Linked DNA regions of Mus musculus: all the other regions are linked to region 1. A link is a contact called in public HiChIP or PLAC-seq and promoter capture Hi-C data. All regions are on one chromosome and are shown on one strand. The core of a region is the stretch at or near the end of the contact, and the rest is flanking DNA. Distances in the headings are between cores, read along the strand shown.

Region 1 (3,295 bases), core at 614-3,113:
CTGGTATTCATTTAAAAAGAAAAGAAAACAGACTGCGTCTAGGTTTTCAGGAAGTTCATCATGAAAGGCAACTTTTTGAAAATAACTTTTTAAAAAACAACTTTTTGAGACTTTTTGTTTGGAGACTGAGGGCTGCGAAAGTTAGTGACAATAAGGAACATAAACCTGAAGAAGTTGAAGAAGCCAGCTTTGTTAAAAACCAAGTGGCCACTTGCCAACACTTCTTTACGCATATGTGACCAAAGACGACAGAGTCTAGGCTTCCTCTTGGTCCACATCAGCTTCTCATCAAATCTCGAATTAAAAAGAATCTCATAAACATTTCAATACTGATAAGTTAAAAGGACCATCCAAACAAAAGAGTTTATAAAGCTTCGGAGAATCAACATGGAAACAAAGCTTTAAGCTTTGAACCTCCCCCCACCACCACCTCGGCTCCACAAAAAGCACACATTTTAAATGTCACACAAACAGCCTATTCACGGGCACCTAGGGCTTAGATTCCGGCACTGGAAAGGAGGCTAGCTTCAGTTTAAAACCTCAGCGGGGAAGAAAAACCAGAATTCTGACTTGCAACTGACGAAACTCGGAGAACCCTGAATCGAACTCTTGGTTCGAACTTCACTCACAACCATTTTCAGATCAGGGCTCTCGACTCCCCATAAAGGTGTCATCTGTGAATGAAAAGCCTAATAAGGAGACCCCACAAACACCCTGGGCTCCTGTACCCCATGATCCGTTCTCAGAGAGTGGGAAGCAACAGCAAAGTGGAAGGAACAAAGCACTGACGTCAATTACGAGATTAACCCTGCGCACAGGCAGCTGGGGAGGCCTAAACATCAATACCCAAAGCCCGGCCATGGCGATCGCCAGGTACCAGGCCGGTTCCGAGCGGGAAGGAGGGTTTCTCCTATTCCAACCCAGGTTCCCATTTTTCCACTCAAACCCCATCGACCATCAAGGACGGAAATTAACACCCCCCCAGCCTCCCCCCCTTTTTTTTTTCTTTCGGTGGAGGGGAGGTGGGAGAGTGGGGGTGGGGGGAGGTGCGCAGGATCGCGAGAAGGAAGGCGAGAACTAGTTGAGAAATGATAGCCAGAATCTGGGCCTATTTTCTCTTTAACTAGGAATGACTTGAGTCAGACGAAGGAAAAATTTTTCAAAGGATAAATCCGCCGACCGAATCAAAGGGAGGAATGGAGGAAGGGACAACGGGGGGGGGGGGGGAGGAAAAAAAGAAGAAACGGCCAGATGATGGGCGTCTGGAATGTCGGATGGGAACGGCTTGGCCTTTAAAGAAAAAAAAAATGATTTTTCTTGTTTGAAATTGATTTCGGAGAGAAAGTGGGACGAGAAAACGTAGGGCGAAGCCGGATCCAGGGGCCCCCCGCCCCGCGGGTCTCCGCCAGCGTCAGCGGCCGGAGCCTCGCCTTCCCCGCGGCGCGGCCGCGCCTCAGACGTCAGTCAGTCAGTCAGGCAGGCAGTCAGGCGGCTTCTCACCTCCAGTCCCCGCTCCGCTAGGCCCGAACCATTTCCCGACCGCGGCTGCGGCGGCGGCGGCGCCCGGCCTGCACCTTCACCGGACGCGCATTCGGGCCCGCCCAGGAGGCGGCGACCGGCTGCCTGGGGCGAGGGGCAGCGGCCGATCCGGAGGCCACGGGGAGCCGAGGCGGCGCACCTCACACCGCGGACGCCAGGGTTCCGCCCCGCTCCATGACGGCCCGGCCGAGCCCCGGACGGGTGACTGAGGCGGGGGCGGGCTGACGGGGCCCTGGCACCAAGATCCCCGCCCCGTCCGCTGGGGGCGGCGGTGGCGGCGGCGGCGGCGACGACTCGACTCCCGCAGCCGGGACTGGGACTGACGCAGTGGCCGCGGCCCATGTGACCAGGGCCGGGCTGCTGCGAGCGTCACGTGACCAGGCCGCGCCCCTCCCGCAGGCAGCGCGGGGGCTGCGGCCCTGCTGCTGCTCTGGAGGCGGCGTCGGCGGGGCTGACGCGCGGGCTGACGTGCGGGGGCGCCTGGGCCCGGGGCTGGGGAGCGGGGATGCGAAGCGCGGGTCGCAGCAGGTTCCGCGGGGCCGCACCAGCGTCAGACCCGGGGACAGAACCCGGCCCGGGGCACACGCCCTCCTGCGCAGCCCGCTAGGGAGGCGCCGCGGGGCGGGGCGCAGCCCGGCCGACCGGTTTTGGGGTGCAGGTGAAGGCCCAGGCCCTGCCGCCCGTGTCCCGCAGCGCACCGCAGGAGTAGAGAGGGAAGGATGACGTGGAGGTCCGCAGCGACGTCGTCCACTGCTGCGTGTGACTTACTGTGGGAGGATAAGCCGGCCCTGCATCGTCTTAAAAAAATAAATAAATAAATAAATAAATAAGTAAATAAATAAATATCAGCCTCTGTGGGCTACTTAGTGGATTCAAGGCCAATCTGAGCTACTAAGAAAACCCTGTCAAAACAACACACGGCGACACACACACACACACACAAACACCATCGCTCTTAACATCCTGCTAGTCCAGACAAGCCATAATTTAATTGGAATCAGTAATTAGACAAAGTTTTAAGGTTTCCTAGAATCCAGTAATAGTAGCGCAAGAAAAGTGTCCTCTTCCTCTACATCTGAAAAACATACAATCCTGTCATTGGTGTCCCATGTCTCTTATCTGCTTTCTTTATTTGATGGTACCTCATGCAGATTCTCCACCTCTAACATCTTGAAACACTTCACTCGTTATTTGTAGTTTGTAATTTCACAGTTTGGAAATCCACTCAACTACACACGAGTTCTAAGCCATGTCTCAAAACCACTATCGAGGTATGGTCTGGCGCACACCTTTAATCCCACCACTCTGGAGGCAGAGGGAGGAAGATTTCTGTGAGGCTGATATACATATCCAACACTGGGCAGGTCAAGGATATATAGTGAGAGCCTGTCTCAAAAAGAAAAACACTAAATAAATCTTAAGTTTTACATAGGGTTTCCTCTGTGTAGCCCTGGTTGCCCTGGATCTCACTTTGTAAAACAGGCAGGCTTGGTGCTCAGAGATCTGCCTGCCTCTACCTCTGCTTCCTAAGTGCTGGGATTAAAGAAGTGTATCAGTGTGCCTGGCCATCTTTTCTACTTCCTTATGAAAAATACTGGTGGTGGTGAGATAGTTCAGTGGCTTAAAGGCACTTGCCCACAATCTTGGTGACCTAAATTCTATCCCTGTAGCACACATATATATCTTTCCTTAACAGGTACATTCACACATCACACTCACATATAGACAGCCACTTGAATGCTACAACAGGGGCCCA
Region 2 (3,247 bases), core at 527-3,026, 2.1 Mb after region 1:
TTTTCTCTTTAGAGGGGGTGAGGGGAGGGAATTAAATTCTGAATCCCAAGCCACCGGGCTACAGGCTAAGCACTCTCAAAACACAGCAGCCCAGTGTACAGCTTCTGATGACTCATCCTTGTGACTGGCCATTAGGGTTTCACAAGTCTTGGTTGCTTGCTTCAAGTTACCCCCTCCCCCTCCACTTCACATCGCTACAGCCAGTTTACCTCTCACAGGACAAATCTCAACTTCTCAAGTGACTAATATGCAAACCCACCTATCAGTGGGTCCTTGTCCCAATAGGCCCCGACTAACATTCCCCATCCCTCCTCTGATCTCTGGCCGAGTTCGGAAATACTTTGTTTTTAGGCAGGTGTGGTGACACGTGCCACCCTAGAGGCAGAGGCAGGTGGAGTTCTGAGAGACTTCAAGGACAGCCTGGTCTGCACAGCGAGACCTTGTTTCAAACAACCAACAAAGAAATATTTACTTAGGAGGCAAAGTAAAAGATTTCTGAGCTCATGAGAGCTTTCATACACAGGAAAGAAAAGCTACCTCAAAATATTACACTATCTCTAACACTTAAAAATCATGCTACAATCCTCTGTATCCTTTCAATAAAAGATACAATGGAACCCATATGTATACGCTCATACTAGAAATATTATTCTCCACCACGTTTTAGAAGTTTCAGTCTCCCATTTAAGTGGGGGTACAAGAGGCCCTCGGGTGCGTGTTCAAAATTAGGCCAAATATCTGCAGCTTTAACATTAGACCAGGTGACAATCGGTCCACTGGTTTAGAGGGTTGGCTACTTGAGCAACAGAGCTGTCACAATGTAAATGCAATGTTCGCTCTCTAATTCCATCACTCAGCTCTCTAATCCCATCACTCAGGAGGCAGAGGCAGGAGAATCTCCTGAGTTCGAGTCCTGCCTGGCCTACATAATGCCTGGGCAATCGGGGCGACCCAGATCTAGGGGGGGCTTGGGGTGGGGTGACCGCCTGGCATGAAGGACGAACCTTCCTTCCCAAGTGTGATCCTCGAAGCTGGAGGTGAACTCCAGCCGCTGCCTGGCTCGCCGCAGCGCCTGCCCTACCTCTTCCGGGCAGCTGGCCAGGGCCCTTAGAGCTGAACAACAGAGCGAATAGCGGACTTTGGAAAAGGCTCCGGTTATGCAAACGGCCGAGGCCACAGACAGGGGTGAGTAGGGGGTCGGGGTGACTTCGACTCTGGACGGCACTAGTACCGGGGATGCGTCCCGCCAAGGGTCTCCCCGCTGGTTCCTGCGATGGACGGCCGAGGCCTTGACAAGAGGTGAGCGAGGCCCAAGCTGCCGGACCGCACCGTCGGGCGAACCCGGGGCCTGCGGGCCTTGACTCGAGCGGCGAAACCGCGGCAGCTCGGGTGTTGTCGCCGCCGGCCGAGAGGCACCCCGCCAGCCCCGCGGACGCATCCTCCCGGTGCTGACGCCCAAAGCCCACTCTCTCCTCAGACACCTGGCTCCGCGCGACACTGCCCACCTCACCTCCGCAAAAGCAAGCGGCCTTTTGGCCGAGAAATGTCGCCAAACCGCCGTCGTTCCTCTCCAGCCGCTGCGACAGACACCGACAAAATGGCGTCCGCGCCGTCACCCTACAACCTCCTCAGGTGGCTCCAGCGCCACCTACGCCGAGCCAGCGCGCATGCGTCACGAAGCCTCGTGCCCGCCCACAGATCGTGCAAGGGGACGAGGGGTCTGTGACGTCAGGGACGGCGGGGCTTGATCAGCCACACTGCGGCTGCGCAGCGCTGGAGGCGCGGGTAGGACGAGGTTCTGTCCGCTTGTCAGGCTGAGGTTCTTTCTGTTCTTAGGTGAACCTGGAAGCCCGCCTTAAGTCTGCGGCGCGCGTCGGGCTCTCGAAGAGTTTTGCTGGGCGTGGCCACGCTGGGTAGGGCCAACCTCTGACCTTTTCCCATCAGCTTAAAGTGGGAAGCTCATCGCACTCCATCTACCAGTCGCCCCTCAACCTCAGCTCCAGGTAGAGCCACCAGAGCGCAGAGTCCCCGAATGCTCCCAGCTAGGGCAGCTCAGTGACCAGGATATGGCTGTCACCTGGCGCTTCCGCTCTAAACTGGATTTGGAGAAGTTTACCTGAATATGCCTCTAAAAACAAGCGTAGCAGGTGCTTACCCTTCTCTTTCTCTTTGCCTTCCTCTCTCTCTTCCTCCTCGCCTTCTCAGCCAGCAAATCGAAAGGAATGGGGAGGTTTGTCCTAAGACTTCTGACAGTATTCTTCCGGTTACAACCATGGCAGCCTCATGATTTTCTACTACAGTTACTCAACAAACGGGCATTTGTGGTCAGACTTTTTGGTTTTTTTTTCGAGACAGGGTTTCTCTGTGTAATCCTGGCTGTCCTGGAACTCACTCGGTAGACCAGGCTGGCCTTGAACTCAGAAACTCACCTGCCTCTTGCCTCCCAAGTGCTGGGATTAAAGGCGTGCACTATCACTGCCTGGCGACATAACAAATTCTTAATATATATCCTTTTTTAATTTCAGAGAACTGGGCTTTTGTGGTGCAGGCCTGTAATCCCAGCATTTAGGATTTAGAAACAGGAGGATCAGGAATTCTAGGTCATCCTGGGCCATATAGCAAGTTCAAGGCCAGTCTGAGCTACATGAGATCAAAACTCAAAAAACAAAACTGCTGAGAATCCAACACCATAATTACTGTCTAACCCAGTAGGGTTGAACTTCTTCTGGTCGTCCTATCTCTTATCTCCTTCCTCCAAGAGCTTGAAGCATAAATATGAGCTGTCATAACCAGATTAATTAAATACTCTATGCCAATCACTTTATAGACAGTCTTAGTAATCTAGACAACTCTAAGAGGTGATTCTTAGCTCCTTGCTTTAATGACAAATTTAACTCCTGAAAATACCATTCAAACTTTGCTAGCTTACGGTTTCATTGTCATACTTACTGCCTCCATTCATGCAACAAAGTAAAAAACAACTTACTTTTTTCTTAATCAGTTAGAGAAAAGTATTCTGAGTCCATCTTTTGGCAAGACCAAAAGGGTCTGTCTTGAAAAGGCTCGTTTCATGGTGATTTGTCTCTGAAGCTCCCATTATGAAACAATGAATCCCTTCACATTTAGCAAAGTTGATTAAAGGCCACACCATGAATGAGTCACAATGGATCTCTCAGGCATCCCATACTGCCCAAGATGGACAATATCCCAGTTTCCTCCAGGGTTCCTAACACTTCTGAAGAGAAAG
Region 3 (3,730 bases), core at 663-3,162, 2.9 Mb after region 1:
GAGATGTGGGTGGATCTTCTATCGGTCAGTGTACTTGAGCCTAGCCCTGTGTAAGGCCTCATCACATGCTTCTCCTCCTGCAGCTTGGTGCAGTGGGCATGATGATCTACACACAACATGAACCTTTCCTCTGTGCCTCAGAGCACACAGACGCTATGCTAAGCTTCTCTATATTGTTCGAGGCTTAGTGTCTGTAATGCCAAAGGGAGCACAAATAATTTCTCATAGCAGCCATCCAACCACTACCAATAATGTGCTACCATCAGGAAACATATTCTAAGTTGTCCATGATTCAAAAAGGACTAAAATCCAAATTTTTAGGTGAAATTATTTGATCTCTAACAATCTACCACAACATTTTATTTTATTCTATTTGTTGAGACAGGATCTTACTACCTAGCCCTGGCTGGACTGAAACTGGTTATGTAAACTAGGCTGGCCTTAAACTCACAAAAATTTACCTGCCTCTGCCTCCAAAGTGCTGGGATTAAAAGTGTGTGCCACCACACCTGGCCTGCAACAACACTGTAATAATTTTAAACACTAAGAGTTCTGTGGTTTGACATGGTCCAAACTGTTAAATTCTTTTTTGCAAATTGTTACATTCTCATGACATTCGCATCTCCATCTTGCCAAATTCCCTTCTATCCCTAGTAAGAAAATAGGCTGAATAACCACATATCTGTAGGGTGACTTATCCAAGCCAGAGTTGGAAAGCAGAGACAATAATCACAAGGTACGTTGTGTGCTGCGTTTCCTTATCACTTAGGAATGAGGTTGGTTCAATTCCTATCAACTTAATTAATAGCAGAATACAGAGCTCATTTCCAGACCACCACTGCTGACCTTGCCTGCTAGGCTGTCATTCAGATTCATTTGATTTGAAAGAAAAAGCCCCACCACCACACACACACCTCTGACTCATCTGTCCTAATTTCTTTGGCAGCCCTTTTACAGCCTGTTCTGAAGAAAGCTGCCGAAAAATATGAAGTCGAAAATATTAGACATGAGTTGGCATGGTAAGGCACACATAAAATCCCCATACTCACTTGACAGAGGCAGGGGGATCACCAGTTCAAGGCCAGTGCTCTATTACTGAGTTCTAGGCCAGCCGGAGCTACAGACTGAAATTCTGACTGGGAACATAGCTCTGCTAGTTCTGCTAGTAGAGTGCCTGCCTAGCATGGTGTGGGGTCAGAAGCACTTGGGAGATGGAGACAGGAGGATCACAAATTCAACGGTCCTGTTGGTTATGTGTGTTGGGGGTTGGGTGAAGCTCAGTGGTAGAGGTCTTGATTAGCATGTATGAGATACGAAGTACAATTCCCAGAACTGCCATGCCGCGCGCGCGCGCACGCGCGCGCGCACACACACACACACACCCCAGAAAAAAGTAGTTAAGCACACCCCTGCCAAGTGGCCTACTGGGGGTGATGGGGACTGCGTTGTTGAGACAGGGTTTCTCTGTGTAACTCTGGCTGTCCTGGAACTCACTCCGTTGACTCTGCTGTCCTCAGCGATATTGCCTGCCTATGCCTCCCTGATGCTGGGATTAAATGCTTGTCCCACCACCACTTGGCTACATGGCCTGTTTTAATGTCTCCCTTGTGTGGGGGAAAGAAACAACAATAACAACAACAAATAAAAATCCAACAGTGAGATTTTGATTCAAAGGGGGAAAAGGCATGTGAAATGAAAGTTTAAAAGAGGAAGTTGTGTCGCAAAACGTTAAAATAAGGCGCATTCCCGGGGTGGGAAGTAGAAAGTCCAAAAGTAACTTCCAAGTGCTCCGGGCTGGGAATCACCTACGGTTAGGAATCGTACTTTCCCGAATGCTATACAAGGAAAGCAAGCCCAGGTGAGAGCGAGCAAGGCCGCAGCGGCTTAAGGTCGTCGGTCCAGGGCAGCGGCGGGTCACGTGACCTAACAACATGGCCGCCCGCGGAGAATGCCGCCGGGCGGGGCAGGATTCGGAGCCGGAGCCGGAGCGGGAGCCGGAGTCCGAGCCGGGGCCGGAGCCTGAGCCCCAAGCAGGCCTAGAGTCCGGGGAAGCGTTCGAGATCGTGGACCGGAGCCAGCTGCCGAGTCCCGGCGAGCTGCGGAGTGCGTCGCGGCCTCGAGTGGCCGACAGCTGGTCGGCGCCCATCCTGACGCTGGCGCGCAGAGCCACCGGGAACCTGTCGGCGAGCTGCGGCAGCGCGCTGCGCGCGGCCGCGGGGCTGGGAGACGGCGGCGGCGGCGGGGAGCGCGCAGGTAGGCCGGGGTCCCGCGGGCCGGGGCTGCTCCCGGGCTGGGGAAACCTGACCGGCCGGACGAGCTGCTCCGCGGAGCTGTGCCGCGCGGCGCGGCACGGGGCTCTGCAATTGGTGTCACCCACCGGGCCAGGGTGACTGCGGCCCGGGACTCCCCTCCCACCTTGTTTGTCTTTGTGAACCTCAGAGCAGCTGCGTCGTGATCACGGATTGACTTTAAATAGGAGGTTTACATTAGAGGCTTAGACGGAAAATCACCAGTGTTCGTATTTTGCATACTTGACAAATGAAGTCCGGTGCTGGTCCCCAGTTAACAATCTCGGCAGCCAGCCGGTTTGCACCTGCGGCTGAGGTTGACAGCGTATTCCAAAGTTGGTGAGAGCAGCGAGTCAGAGTCAGGAGGTTTTAGTTCCCTTTATTCTCCCGCCACTAACCCCCAACCCCACCCCCCGTGGGACGAAGACTTCCCATCACCTGTCCTACTCGCGTTTCCCAGTCTATAAAAACGGGGATTAAAAAAAAAATTAATCAGCTACGTTGAATAATCCAATTCAGCTGTTATGATCTAGATTAGAATTTCAGCATACCAATAAAGAACAAAAGTAAATTATTATTTGTTTTTTATAGCTGGGCTTGGTGATTCGGGTGCATACTTCCTGCACATGTTAATGTACGTGCTCAGAACTGCGCTAATTATAATCCATTGGTGTTTCTGAACATATCTAAAATTAAAATATAAAGGATAGCCAAGGGCGTTGTGGTGCTCGCCTTTAAGACCCGCACTTAGGAGGTAAAGGCTTGTGGAGCTCTGAGAGTTTGAGACCCACCTGGTGTACACAGTGAGCCCCTGCCTCTAAATAAATAAACAGACAAATAAATAAATAACCACGTTTCACTTGGCCTGGTCACTTACTGTGAATGGACCATGCAGACTTCAGGTTGCTGAGGTAAAGTGAGTGTTGACTGTAAATGCCTGGGGCATCACGTGCATACAATAGACTTTAGTACCCAGATTTTATTTTAAAGAACAAAATCACAACAAAAACAACAAAAAAGCTTCTTTCCTTGGTAATGAATTAACCTTGATTTTTCGGTTTTGGTCTTGGTTTTTGTTTGGGGTTTTTTTGTTTTGTTTTTAGTTTTTTGTTTTGAGACAGGGTTTCTCTAAGTATCCCTGGCTGTCCTAGAACTCACTCTGTAGACCTGGCTGGACTCGAACTCAGAAATCCTCCTGCCTCTGCCTTCTTCATGCTAGAATTAAAGATGTGCACCACCACCGCCTGGCAATCTTGGTTATTTTTATAACCTTTTCATTTGTGTGTGTATATGGGTTCACATATGTTTGTACATGTGCTTGTGTACTTGGAGACCAGAAGTTGGCTGTTTTCCTCAACTGTTTAACCCACCTTATTTTTGAGACAAGGTCTCTCACTAAGCCCGGAGCTAACCAATTGGCCACACTGTCCAAAAAGACCCAG

The links. Promoter capture Hi-C pulls out the DNA fragments that hold promoters and counts their contacts. HiChIP or PLAC-seq counts read pairs in DNA pulled down with a chosen protein or histone mark.
Region 2: a promoter capture Hi-C map of pre-B cells shows a contact between it and region 1, with 8 times the contacts expected there. The contact joins the promoter of BC049762 here to the promoter of Aff4 in region 1. A contact is called at or near these places in 2 of 39 promoter capture datasets (liver and pre-B cells).
Region 3: an H3K27ac HiChIP or PLAC-seq map of large pre-B cells shows a contact between it and region 1, with 5 times the contacts expected there. The contact joins the promoter of Rufy1 here to the promoter of Aff4 in region 1. A contact is called at or near these places in 1 of 39 promoter capture datasets (cranial neural crest) and 1 of 115 datasets of contacts at active chromatin or transcription factors (large pre-B cells).

Annotation. Positions count from the first base shown.
Region 1 is chr11:53,349,335-53,352,629 of GRCm38.p6, reverse strand. It overlaps Aff4 (AF4/FMR2 family, member 4), which reads right to left and starts at 1,863. Exons shown (of 21, transcript NM_033565.2): 1 at 1,501-1,863.
Region 2 is chr11:51,261,533-51,264,779 of GRCm38.p6, reverse strand. BC049762 (cDNA sequence BC049762) reads left to right here and starts at 1,776. Exons shown (of 3, transcript NM_001382322.1): 1 at 1,776-2,147. The coding sequence starts at 2,123. Clk4 (CDC like kinase 4) reads right to left here and starts at 1,666. Exons shown (of 13, transcript NM_007714.6): 1 at 1,511-1,666.
Region 3 is chr11:50,429,307-50,433,036 of GRCm38.p6, reverse strand. It overlaps Rufy1 (RUN and FYVE domain containing 1), which reads left to right and starts at 1,912. Exons shown (of 18, transcript NM_172557.3): 1 at 1,912-2,253. The coding sequence starts at 1,932.